2 separate regions of the Sus scrofa genome follow, and region 1 is linked to region 2. A link is a contact called in public HiChIP or PLAC-seq data. All regions are on one chromosome and are shown on one strand. The core of a region is the stretch at or near the end of the contact, and the rest is flanking DNA. Distances in the headings are between cores, read along the strand shown. Region 1 overlaps LOC110255728 (a long non-coding RNA gene). Region 2 has its middle 270 kb from the start of AKR1E2.

Region 1 (5,886 bases), core at 1,404-3,903, 320 kb before region 2:
AGACGCAGCTGGAATCCCTTGCGTTGCTGTGGCTGTGGTGGAGGCTGGCAGCTGCAGCTCTGATTCAACCCCTAGCCCAGGAATTTCCATGTGCCACGGGCGTGGCTCTTCAAAGCAAAAAATAAAAATAAAATAAATAAGGAAATTTCAAACAAAGAGAAGTTCCTGAAACCTCTCACCAAGCAAAGCCAGGTTCCCTTCAGAGGAATGACAGTCAGACTAGTGTTATTAACCAGCCGCAAAGATGGAAAGCTGAAACAGATTAAAGTTATTTCATATTTGCAGAAAAAAATAACAACAATCAAGCCAGTTGTATCCTCAGTAAAATTATTTTTCAATGATGAGTGTAAAAGACAAAAGCAAAGCACTTGTCACAAACTGAACCTAAACGAAGGAAACTTTTGATTTCTAGCATTTTAAAAGTTTAACTTAAAATACTGGACCAAAAGGTTACAGACAGACATTGTTCCCAAACCTTGGTCTTGTACTAGAAGAGGGAAAAGACACTGACTACACTTCCATTTCCTTATGAAAACCATATAAGAACATCAAAATGACAGAAATAGGGCTTACACATTAAACGTGGTAATTTTGAAATGGTGTGAGAATAAAACCTCAACAGATTCGAAAGAATTCAAGAAAGAGGAAAAGTGAAGAAAGAAGTGTGGTTTGAGTGGGAAAAACACAACAGCACAAGATGAGAGGGAAGTGACGTCCTGGCAGAGCCTCTCCCCCGAAGATGTGGGGTCCGCCTCTCTGTCCTCACGGCCCTGGGGGCCTGGGCAGGGCCGACGCGGCTCTGTCCTCCTCTCCTCCGGCTCCCAGGTGCCCGTGGATCTATCAGGATTTGGGAGTCGGCAGGAAAAGGGGGCGGCAGGGGAGACCGTGGCCTCTTCCTGAGGCCTCGGCCCCGCTCCCTGGAGTCGCCCGTGCTCCTCGGCTCGCATCCTGTCCCCTGGGCTCCGTCTCCCTCAGCTCCGTGAGAGGATGAGAGGCACCACGAGTCAGGGAAGCAGTGGACAAGGATGCTGAGCGCACCAGTTAGCCCTCTCCAGGGCATCAAGCAACACCAGCGGGCCCGACTTCCTAATTCAAATGTACGTATTTCAGCTGGTGTAGACACTCTGAGTTCACCGCCATTTACAAGAGACACATCGAAATTATGAGAATTTAGAAAACTTGGGCACTAAAATCTTTGCAATGGATATATATACGTATATATAAACATTTATATATATACATATATATAAACGTTTATATATACACATGTATCTATATACTGCTAGATACATATATGTGTACATACATACATATGTGTGTATATGCGTGTATTCTGGTTTTTTGCATTTACTTTAAATGCACACACAAACGCACCCTCCAGACGGGATATTTAATAAAAGAAAGCTAGAGTAATACTATCTCACCGGACAGAAGAAGCTCAGAGGCAGAAAAGCATCCTAAAGATAGACAGTAATTGTTGTGTATCTGAAATGCTTCCCTTTCCCAAGGAAATTATAACTAAACTTAGGTATACATCCAACAACAAAGTCGTGAGAGAAAACACTGCCAAAGCTACAGGGAGAAATTGACAGGTTTTCACATTATATTAGGGGATTTTTAAAACAGGAGAGGTGGGCTCTGCTTTCTAGCTGTGCAGTATTTGGCTGTTACTTAAGCTGTCTACAATTCTTGATGGCAAAACGGTACAATAACACCATACAGGCTTCCTAATGCTGTACTAAATAAACAGCACGGATAATGTACTTAGCAAAGGATCCAGTCGGAAGGAAATGTGCCATAAAATTAAATACTATTCAGATGATGATGATGTTCGGATGAAGGTGGCAGCGAGATACAGCAACGTTAGAGAAGAAGAATTCTAATCGTGTTGTGTAATAACACACAGGAGACACAAACTCTGGAAGGAGGGTTTCTGGGGTTGGAATCTCGTTCTAAGCAGGCAATAATTGCCTTTTCATTTTAGGTTGCTGCTATGACCACACCAAAGTAAATAAATAAATAAAGGCAATGATGAAAAACAAACAAAAAGCTATTTGATGGCAGAGGTTATTGCTCTACTTGCCTTGGAGGCAGCAAAACCTATTGCAAAAAAACAAAATGTATGTGTCTGGAGAAGCATACGAATTCTCCAAATTCTTCACATTTTGTCTTTAAATGTTAAAGTACTTGCTGCTCTGAAATCCTACTTTTTTTTTTTTCCTTTTCCTGCCTGAAGACTGGGTTGCAGTGCAACTCCCCCCCTTGCTGCTAACTCAGGACCCTAAAGTTTTTAGGTCGATGTGGAAATGTATCAAAGATGGGAAAACCTGAAGCACGGCACCGTGTCGGCCAAGATAGAACTCACCCTCCCTGCCGGCACTGCCTCTGGGGTCACAAATGTGCTCGCTGATGTATCGTGGAAACATTCACTCTGGCCACTGGCTTCCAGACTGTCGTGTCAGCAGATTATCCCACACTGATTCCTTCGGTTCCAGCTGTGATCCTGCTGACTACCCCACTTGCTTTAAACATCTGGGCATGACAACTGGGCTCAAAATGAGCTCAGCCCATCCTTGGTTCAGCGACATGCACTCTCCTGCCTGAGGGACTCGTAGCATCACTGCCACTTAACGTCAGGTTGTTTCTAAGTACCTTTGAGAAACTTGAGTTCCACCGAAAACACTGCCTCACCCCTGAGGTTTGTCGGCGAATAGCCCTACTGCTATACAAACAGAAGGTGGTTAAACAAGCATTTTTTTTCTAAAAGGCATATTTGGTGACTCTAAAACAGAGCCATAAAAAATTGCACAATCTAAAAGAAGGAACAGTTTGTTTTGCCCTGTTTATTGCCAGTTAAATGCCAGAAGACTTTTAAAGTAACAGCAACCGGTATAAAGGAGGAAAAAAATCAAATAAAAATGTGATGACCCGAAGATAAACCTTTTGCTCTCTCCCCTTCCAGAGTTTTGCAAAACTTTCTACACCTTTTGCACTGGAAACTACATGTAATGTTTTACTCTGCAAATGCCAGCAAGGCCTCATATAAAATTATAGCTGGAGGAATAAGAGATGCTGTAAACCCAAGCAGGAAAACCGAACATTTCTGTGCGGAGTTCCATAACTGACGCTACATTCACTTCCATAAAGCAGAGTGTCTTCTGAGAGGAGGAGAGTGGGATCGAATGTGTGCCCTTTTCCCCTAGAACAAAGCCCTTCAAACAGTGGTGTTCTGGGTGGTTCTGGTTTGGAGCGTTGCCTCTTTCATCCTGCTTCTCGTTGGACCCTTTCCAGGGGGCGTCAGCCATGCCTGCATCTACTCATCTCGGGGTCCAAGAAGACCCTGATTTAATTGGTCTGGGTGCCTCCTAGATTTGTCCTTCTGGAAGCTTCCAGATCTCCCCAGAGGATTCCAAAGGGAAGCCAAGGCTGGGAACCACAGTTTAAAGCAAGGCCAGCTGCCACGGATGGGAAGGGAGGTGGAATCATCACAGCACAGCATAGCACATCGGCGGGAACATCTCGGGGGAGCATCTCCCAGACGCCGCCTGCAGCCTGCCCGAGGGTGCCCAGCCTTCGTCCTGTGGTCCTGCTCCGATCAGCTCCCAACCAGCCTGACCACCAGCCCCGGGTTCCACTCTCCCGACCAACCCGAGTCCGCCCGGAGTGAGCAGAGTCCTTGTGATTTGGGAAGAGGAGAAAGAAACATCCTGGTTTCCACCTTCATCCCCAACTGCAAGCCTGAGCGACCCCTGAGAGTCTGCGTTAGTCTCCAGATGCCAGCCGGGGGGTCTCTTTAGCTCGTGGAGTTTCCGATTTCTGTTTGTTTCTGTGCACTCATTGACCACTTTCCCCCTCCCCACGATTTTGCATTGCTTGTGTCCCGTGGGGCTGACCAGTGGAAAGGACAGACCGTGTGTGTGTGTGTGTGTGTGTGTGTGTGTGTCTGTGTTGCCGAGGGGCAGTTGAAAGGAGGGGAGAGGGGTTGGGAAGGGCTGCAGGGCTCCGGGGTGGCGAGCCGGAGGGGCTGGGCGCGTGCGCTGGCACAGGGTTGGAAGCTGATGCATATTTATGATTAACGCGGAGACTCATCTTAAACATGGTTCTTAGCATCCAGCGGAGCTGGGAAAATCAAACTGACTGGAGATGGAAAATATTCTTAGCTGAAACCTAGCGGAATACAAAATGTGTCCCTGATCCCGCTAGAAAACTGTCGTGTGCAAACTAGAAATGAACTTGGCACAGGAAGAACCGATGCCTTTGGTAGAGAAGCATCACCGATACGTAAGAAGAGGTGCTGTTGGCCGGCCAGCTCGGAGCGTATCACTTGTCAGTGATCCCTGACGCTAACCCAGATTAGGACAGCGATGGTAGGCCTTATAACAGCAATAACCACGATGGAATTTTCTAGGCTGTACCGAATCATCACGATTGCTCATTCACTCAACCCTCACGAATTCTGCCAACAAGTATTTGCTACCTGGCCTCTAGGTGTCATTTGCTGTGATAAGGGTTACGGATGTGACAATAAGAACAGATCCGGTTGTGTCCTCGGGGAGTTTAGGGACTGGTGGCGGACAGGCGTTCAACAAGTAAAAACCTGTGTTACTGGAAAGTGTGGTAAACTCTGCGAAGAAAGAGGACAGGAGCAATGAGCCCGTTTATTCCAACGTCCAACTTTGATCTGAGTGACCCGAGCACACTCTTGAAGGTGACATTTAAGCTGAGTCGAGAACGGTGGTGGGGCGGTTTTGGTTAGGGACAGAAGGAGGTCCTGCTATGCGGAGAGGATTCTGTGCCGTGTGCACGCCGGCACAGATATTCGATACAGCAGGCGTTCACACAGACGCCCTGCTGCCCTCACACGGGGGCCCAGCCCAGGAGCTGGAGGCCACTCCCCACCCCAAGCGCATCCTCCCCCCAACCAAGATGGGGCAAACCAGCTGGTCCAAGGACCAGGACTTCTAACTCCACAGTGAAGCCTGAGCATCCAGGCAGATGGCCAGTCCTGGGATCTGGAAGGGCTGGTGAAGTCATTCCAGAACATTCACCTGTGCTCGTGTAAGCCAGCTTGCCCCAAGGCCCGCTAAGTCTGGATGGCCCCCTACTCTTCTGGGGTGAGGGGGGAACATGATGGAGTTGGCGGGGGGAGGGTCGGGCAGGGGGGCATCCAGAGGACAGGTTCCTTCCTTGGGGCGCCCGTGGCTGGCAGCAGGCTCTGCTCTCACCTGAGAAAGTGATGCAGCTGCAGCTTCAGATGCTCTTGTGCTTCTGAACAGGAGTCTGGGGAGAGACAGGCGAGTCATGATTTCAAGGGAGATAAGTTGACTCTTTCTCTGCAAACAGCCCTTCCGCTCATGACGACAAATACCAGAAATGTCTCTCCCTGGTCATTGAGCCATTTTGCTGTAATTTCTTTCCAAAAGTATTCTGAAAACTGTGTGTCTATTCTTCAAAGGCTTTTGAACTGTGCTGTTTTCCCACAAAGCAAAGTTCCTATCATTCCAAGAACCCTGAAATCTGTTATTTAATACGAAGATTGCTATTCCTTTGACCCCGGGGAGGGCTGGATGTATCACAGTCTAACTGAACTCCCAGGAGTTCCCATCATGGCACAGCGGAAACACATCTGACTAGTTTCCATGAGGATGCGAGTTCGATCCCTGACCTCGCTCAGTGGGTTAAGGATCCGCTGTTGCCATGAGCTGTGCTGTAGGTCACAGACACAGCTCAGATCCTGCATTGTCATGGCTGTGGTGTAGGCCAGCAGCCATATCTCTGCTTCGACCTCTTGCCTGGAAACTTTCATATGCTGAGGGTGGGGCCCTAAAAAACCCCCAAAAAACTGAACTCCCAGTTCTCTGGGTCACTTCAGCCACTTTGTTTTAT
Region 2 (5,808 bases), core at 1,230-3,729:
TTAAACATGGCAGCATTTACCACAGCCATAAGATGACAACATCCTTTTAAAACTTGGACGCACGATCCATACATCCTGCTGAGTAGAGAAGCTGGAACCAATGAAATTAACAACAGATTTTTCTTCCCATGGCCGTTTAGGCAGTTGTGAGTCTCCTGACAATTTTGAAGAGGAGGAGAATAGGAATTTGGGGTGGTAAGTGAAACAGATCATGTCTCATTGTTTTTAGATTCATGTCAGTTTTGACAATGAGGGGAATGTCAAGACCCGAGGTTCTTTGGCCACAGGGAGATCCGGTGAATATTCCTGTCCTGACAGATTTTAGGGCTGACGTGATTTCTGTAAGCGTCTTCAATTCCAGAGCGCCATTGTACAAATGTGTCTTTTAATTCTACACCTACCTGTGAGTTTTCTTCCTGTTTTGTTAGACAATTGAGATAAAATTTCAATGTTTTTATCTAAAATTATTGTACATATATATGTATGTGTTTGTTTGTTTTGGAAGCTGGAGGAAGAAAAAGGAAAGCAGTCATGGAAGAGGTAACTTGCTTTCTTGTTTCCATCAGAGTCTTGAATTTCATGGAGATCTGTGAAAACAACTGTCCTGGAATCTTCCAAAGTTTCAAGGTCATGAAAGACAAGGAAAGTCTGAGAGCTATTTCAGACTGAAGGAGACTAGAGAGATCGGGCAATTTAATGCAGGATGTCATCTGAGTTGGCTCTTCTAGATTCCCGGGGGAAATTATGGGAACAGTTGGCAAAACTTGAATGGGCCTCTAGGTTAGATGATGATAACGTGTAATGTTAATTTCCTGATTTTGATGTATATTGGTTGTGAAGGAGAATGTTCTTGTTTATAAGAAATATGCACTAAAGCGTTTAAGCTGGATGAGACACTGTGGTTCAGGAGGAAAAAAAAGATTCTTTGAGTCCTGCAAATACCTTTTCATTTGAAATTATTTCTAGGAGTTCCCCTTGTGGCTCAACAGTAACAAACCCAGCTAGTACCCAAGAGGATGCGGGTTTTATTCCTGGCCTCATTCAATGGGTTAAGGATCTGGTGTGAGCTATGGTGTAGGTTGCTGTGAGCTGTGGTATAGGTCACAGATGTGGCTCAGATCTGGAATTGCTGGGGCCGTGGTTTAGGCTGGCAGCTGCAGCTCTGATTTGAGCCCTAGCCTGGGAACTTCCATATGCCACAAGTGTGGCCCTAAAAAGCAAAAAAAAAAAAAAGAAAGAAAGAAAAGGAATAAAATTATTTCTAAATTACAAATAATCTAGAGTTATTTCGTTGGACAGACAACAAAAAGATATGCAAAACCAGTGGAAATTATTGCTTATCAAAATTTTTAATTCAAAAAGAGAAGGTGGTTTATGTCATTCCCAGGCAACTAACCCAAAGTGATATTATGACATCTCTTTCTTTTGACTTTGCATTTTATGAAGTCCGGAGAGGCACTAGGTCAGAGCTGTATGATACAGGAAAGACATTTATGAGGTATTTGTTACTTGCTGAATGATGATTAAAAAGGATTGACCATTCTGTTAGAAGTTATTTAACAGAAGTCTTGATATAATATCTCTGTAATTCTTGTTCCTCAAGAACATTGGTGGGAAAGCTTTCATATGCAAAGCTTGGATGAACCTTGGGAGAGAGATACCAAAAAGAATGTGAATACATTTAGAGGGGTTGTGAACATCAGAGGAACGCTATAGCCTGTCGTAGATAATAGAAATAAGTATGATGCTTAAAATAGGTGATTCGGCTTATGGTTTAGCATGCAATGTTCCATAGCTTGGGGGAAGTATGATAAAATCTTTCATGAAAAATACACGCTTTCCTACGTACCACCGAATACTAATTCACAGCCAGTATGAGCCAGGAAAAATTGTTTGATAAAGACATTGCTTAGCCCATTAGCGGATGTGTTACTCAATTTTCTAAAGCTATTAGCGCTTTGAGAGAATAAATTCCTGGAGCCATTTCCAGCTTCCCCTCTCATGTTAGTGTATTTATGTCATATTTGGAATCCCTTTGAAGCCATTCAGATGTTTTAGTCGCTTATAAATTTGCTTTCCTGAACATGTGTTTTTGTGCCATTCATTATGATGTATGTGAGTTTTTTGAGAATAACTTCAGACGAGGCATTATTTACTGATTGTTTCTAATGGTCACTTGTACTCGTGAGTCTATACTTCTTTATGCACAGAACCTTTTGGCATTTTACTTACAAGGTTTTTTACAACGTGTATTTATTTGCAGCATGAAACCCTAGGAGATGAAAAAAAGGAAACCTGAAGAGCAGATGCTCTGAGTTATTTCTGAGGCCCATCTGGAAGGAAGGTCTTGGCGAAACATCCTCTGTACGTCTGCTTCGCTCTTTTCTCTTTGCAGCTGCTTCCTCTGCCTCACTCTTCCACATGGTAGAAGTCAAGGCTGCCAAAAGTTTCCAACGTGGTAAGGATCCAGCCTGTGGGAAGGAAATAGCACAGGTCTCTTACTCCCAGCTGCAAAGTCCTTGGAATGAGCTGTGACTAGCCTAGTCTAAGTAGCTGATTGCAGCCAAAATACAAGGCCAATGCAAGGACTGGGAGTCACCCATGTGACCACGTGGGCTGCAGATGGGTCAGCCCTCAGTCAGAGACTGGCGGAGGGGGCTTGGCAAATCATCCAGCAATTGCTCGTTAAAATTGTGATGAAAAACAATGTTAATAATTATCCAAACCCGTCTGATTAAGTAAAACATCTACTTAAGAGCGTAGTAAAATCTCTGTCTTAAAAGTGGATTTCTATGGGGACAGAACATCTCCGATTGGACACGTCGTCAAAGCCAAACTGAATTTCAGTGATTATTTGTATGTATCTATAATACCACCTCAAAAATCTGCAAGAGACCAAATGTTAGACTTGGTGACGCAGAAATTCATACCATGGAGCATCGTCAATTTTGTCTTTCCAATCCTCTCCATCCAGCAGAAAGCAACATCTCAAAGTCTGGATCGAACCTTTGTGTATATGCATATTTACATACAGTTACATGTCTATAGTTTTAAGTTTAGGTATATTTGGGGATAAGGAAGAAAGATGGCCATGCAGCGGGAGACTCGGAAAATAATAAATGTCGGATGTCGGAAGTGGTTTGGATCTGACAAGCAGAGCTAGAGATCTGAGTTCTCAGTTTTCAGGCACTCTCCTAACAGTCTCTGTAATTCATTTCAGAGCTCCGCTACCCCTCGTGAAATACGTCTGGCATTATTTCTAAAAGCGCTTTGTACGAGGACATCTTGCTCAATTATGAGGGATGATTTCGAAGGGCACACCAGGCTCTCAACTAGAAAACATATTTACACTGTTTATAGGAACAGCTCTCCTCCCCTGTGTTAGAAAGTGATTCTTCCCAGACCTTTGCAGAGAGAGAGCAGAGGGGTCGAATGCAACTGCACCTAAGCAGGTCTGGCATCGGCACTCATACCTCTGTGATAGTTCTGTGACGGCTGTTTCTACGCCGAAAAGGTACATGCATCTCCTTGGGCGTGCACCATCACAAATGGATACAGCTGCAGCATCAGCACCTGTTTCCTCTGTCCTCTGGGGCTCTGAAATCCTACTGAATCTGCTGCCAATTTCCTTTCTTTGTTTTATACTCAGCGAAGTGAGGAGGTAAGGGGAAAATAAGGTAACAAAAGGATTCAGAAAAAAAGAGCTTCTCTTTAAAATATTGCTGCCTATTTCTACTAAGATCAGTCCTCTATGTTTATTCTCAGGTACAGATCTTCCGCTTTTAACTTGAGCAACTATCTCAGTACATTAGATTTGTTAGGCTATTTTTTAACTTTAATACAGTATTAAGAAGCAATAGTGGATTCCTGGACGTGTCAAACTATTTTTAGGCTAAAAAAGCATTTAAATAAGAAATGCAAAAAAAAAAAAGTGTCAGAATATAGCACCTTTAGAGATTGAAATAGATTTATAGAACCTCTGGTTCATAAAATCACAGGATCATCCATCCTGATCCTTTGACCTTACGCCTTGCATTTTGAGCTGGGTATTCAAAGCAAGGACTGCCGTGGGCCAATTCCCCGTGGAAGGCATTTCTCTTACTGAAGTTCTGGCAAAGCTCTGGGCTTCCCGCGCACCAGCCCAGTGTCCTTCCCGTGTACAGCTCGTGTGATTTCTCTTCCAGGATAAAGGTATCTTTTCATATTAAGTCCAAAGTGAAGATAAAATAGTAGCTTGTTACCATATCCATATCCAAAGATAAAACTTTCTGAAGCTCAGAGGACTCTCGTTAACCTTTCATTTCTGTGATTATATTAGTGTGGGCTCTATATTCCATTTTCATATGGCCCTAATTTTATTTCAGATATATTCTAATAACCTCAGATGGGGATAATTTTATTTCTTTCTTTTTTTTTTTTTTTTTTTGCTTTGCTATTGTACATCATGATTAGCTAGGGGATTTTTATTTATTTTTATTTTTTTTAATTTTTCTTTTTTTGTCTTTTTGTTTTTTAGGACCACACCAGCAGTATAAGGAGGTCCCCAAGCTAGGGGTCGAATCAGAGATACAGCCGCCAGCCTGCACCAGAGCCACAGCAACGTGGGATTCGAGCCACATCTGTGACCTACACCACAGCTCATGGCAATACCAGAGCCTTAACCCACTGAGCTAGGCCAGGGATCGAACCCGTGTCTTCATGGATGCTAGTCAGGTTCGTTAACCACTGAGCCCCAAGGGGAACTCCAGATGGGGATAATTTTAAAACAAGGTTGTCAATAGTCAAATTAGTCAAGGCCATGAGTGCATTTCAAGACAATTCCAGATAGCTGAGTAGGTTCCAGATCAGCAGGAAAACGAAATAAAAAGAAGTATATGGAAAAAGACGGATTGGGGAGTGAGCTGGGACAAGCCCCAGAGGTCGCTGGCTGTGCACTGCGCTTTCTGTGGTCAGAGGCAGGAGGAGCTGGAGGATGGCCCAGCTGACCTCCGACCCGTGGGCGGTGAGAGCGCCTTGCAGCCTTTTAACCGGCTCAGGACCCAGCCCAGGCTCCTAAAAGAATCCACCTGGAGAACGTGGGCAGGTTGTACGGCGTCTCTGCCTCTAACGTGGCAACAGTAAGAGTGCTGACCTCCCAGTGTTGTTTTGTGAATGTCAAGTCATGCTCAAAAGTCACAGTGTGGGATGCATGATGCGTGTGAAATAAACATTAACTCTTGCAAAGTCTTCTGAAGGTCCCCTTCTCCTGTTCCAGGCTGGCTTGCTCCGAGCTGCTCAGAGACAGGCCAGAAGCAATGCACCATCAGGCAAAGCCTCCTGGTCAAAACAGGACCGGCTTTCCTATAAAGCGGCTTTACATTGTCAAAGCAGCCCTGAAAACACCAAGACTCAGCTTCCACCGAATGCATTCAGAGAGTTCTCCGTGTATCCCCCAAGACTGCTGACTTAGTCACCAGCCAAGAAAGGTGAAGGGCTAAGTGCAAGGGCCATTCTTCCTTCTCCAAGCGAAAGCCAAGCTCCGACAGCTAGAGAGAGGCCTCACAGCTTTCGAAAATAATGAAGATCAGAAGCCTCCAGTTTCTTTGTCTTTCTAATGACTCTGCTTTAAAAATAAATCTGTTCCTTGTCTCTCTGACTTTCCATAGGCTTTCTGAGCTTACTTGAAACAAACAGATTTTGACTCTGTTGGGAAATGATCGTTCTCTACACCCGGACACAACAGGCAATCCCTAGAGATGGCAGATCTGCTGTCACTTTGTCCGGTCATCTGAAAATAGGCTTTCTCGGGGAGGAGGCCTGACATGGAAG

The links. HiChIP or PLAC-seq counts read pairs in DNA pulled down with a chosen protein or histone mark.
Region 1: a contact with region 2 is called in an H3K27ac HiChIP or PLAC-seq map of skeletal muscle. The contact joins two enhancer-like sites. A contact is called at or near these places in 1 of 47 Hi-C or Micro-C datasets (embryonic fibroblasts) and 1 of 2 datasets of contacts at active chromatin or transcription factors (skeletal muscle).

The regions. Positions count from the first base shown.
Region 1 is chr10:66,281,373-66,287,258 of Sscrofa11.1, reverse strand. It overlaps LOC110255728 (a long non-coding RNA gene), which reads right to left. Exons shown (of 3, transcript XR_002336439.1): 2 at 5,226-5,280. Among named protein-coding and RNA genes, the nearest start is that of KLF6, 200 kb to the left of the region's middle. Within about 2 kb of position 2,653, at least 24 of the 83 cell types and tissues checked have an H3K27ac peak or open chromatin away from gene starts, as enhancers often do. A contact at or near this core is called in skeletal muscle, where this site is marked.
Region 2 is chr10:65,958,297-65,964,104 of Sscrofa11.1, reverse strand. No RefSeq gene overlaps it. Among named protein-coding and RNA genes, the nearest start is that of AKR1E2, 270 kb to the right of the region's middle. Within about 2 kb of position 2,479, at least 6 of the 83 cell types and tissues checked have an H3K27ac peak or open chromatin away from gene starts, as enhancers often do. A contact at or near this core is called in skeletal muscle, where this site is marked.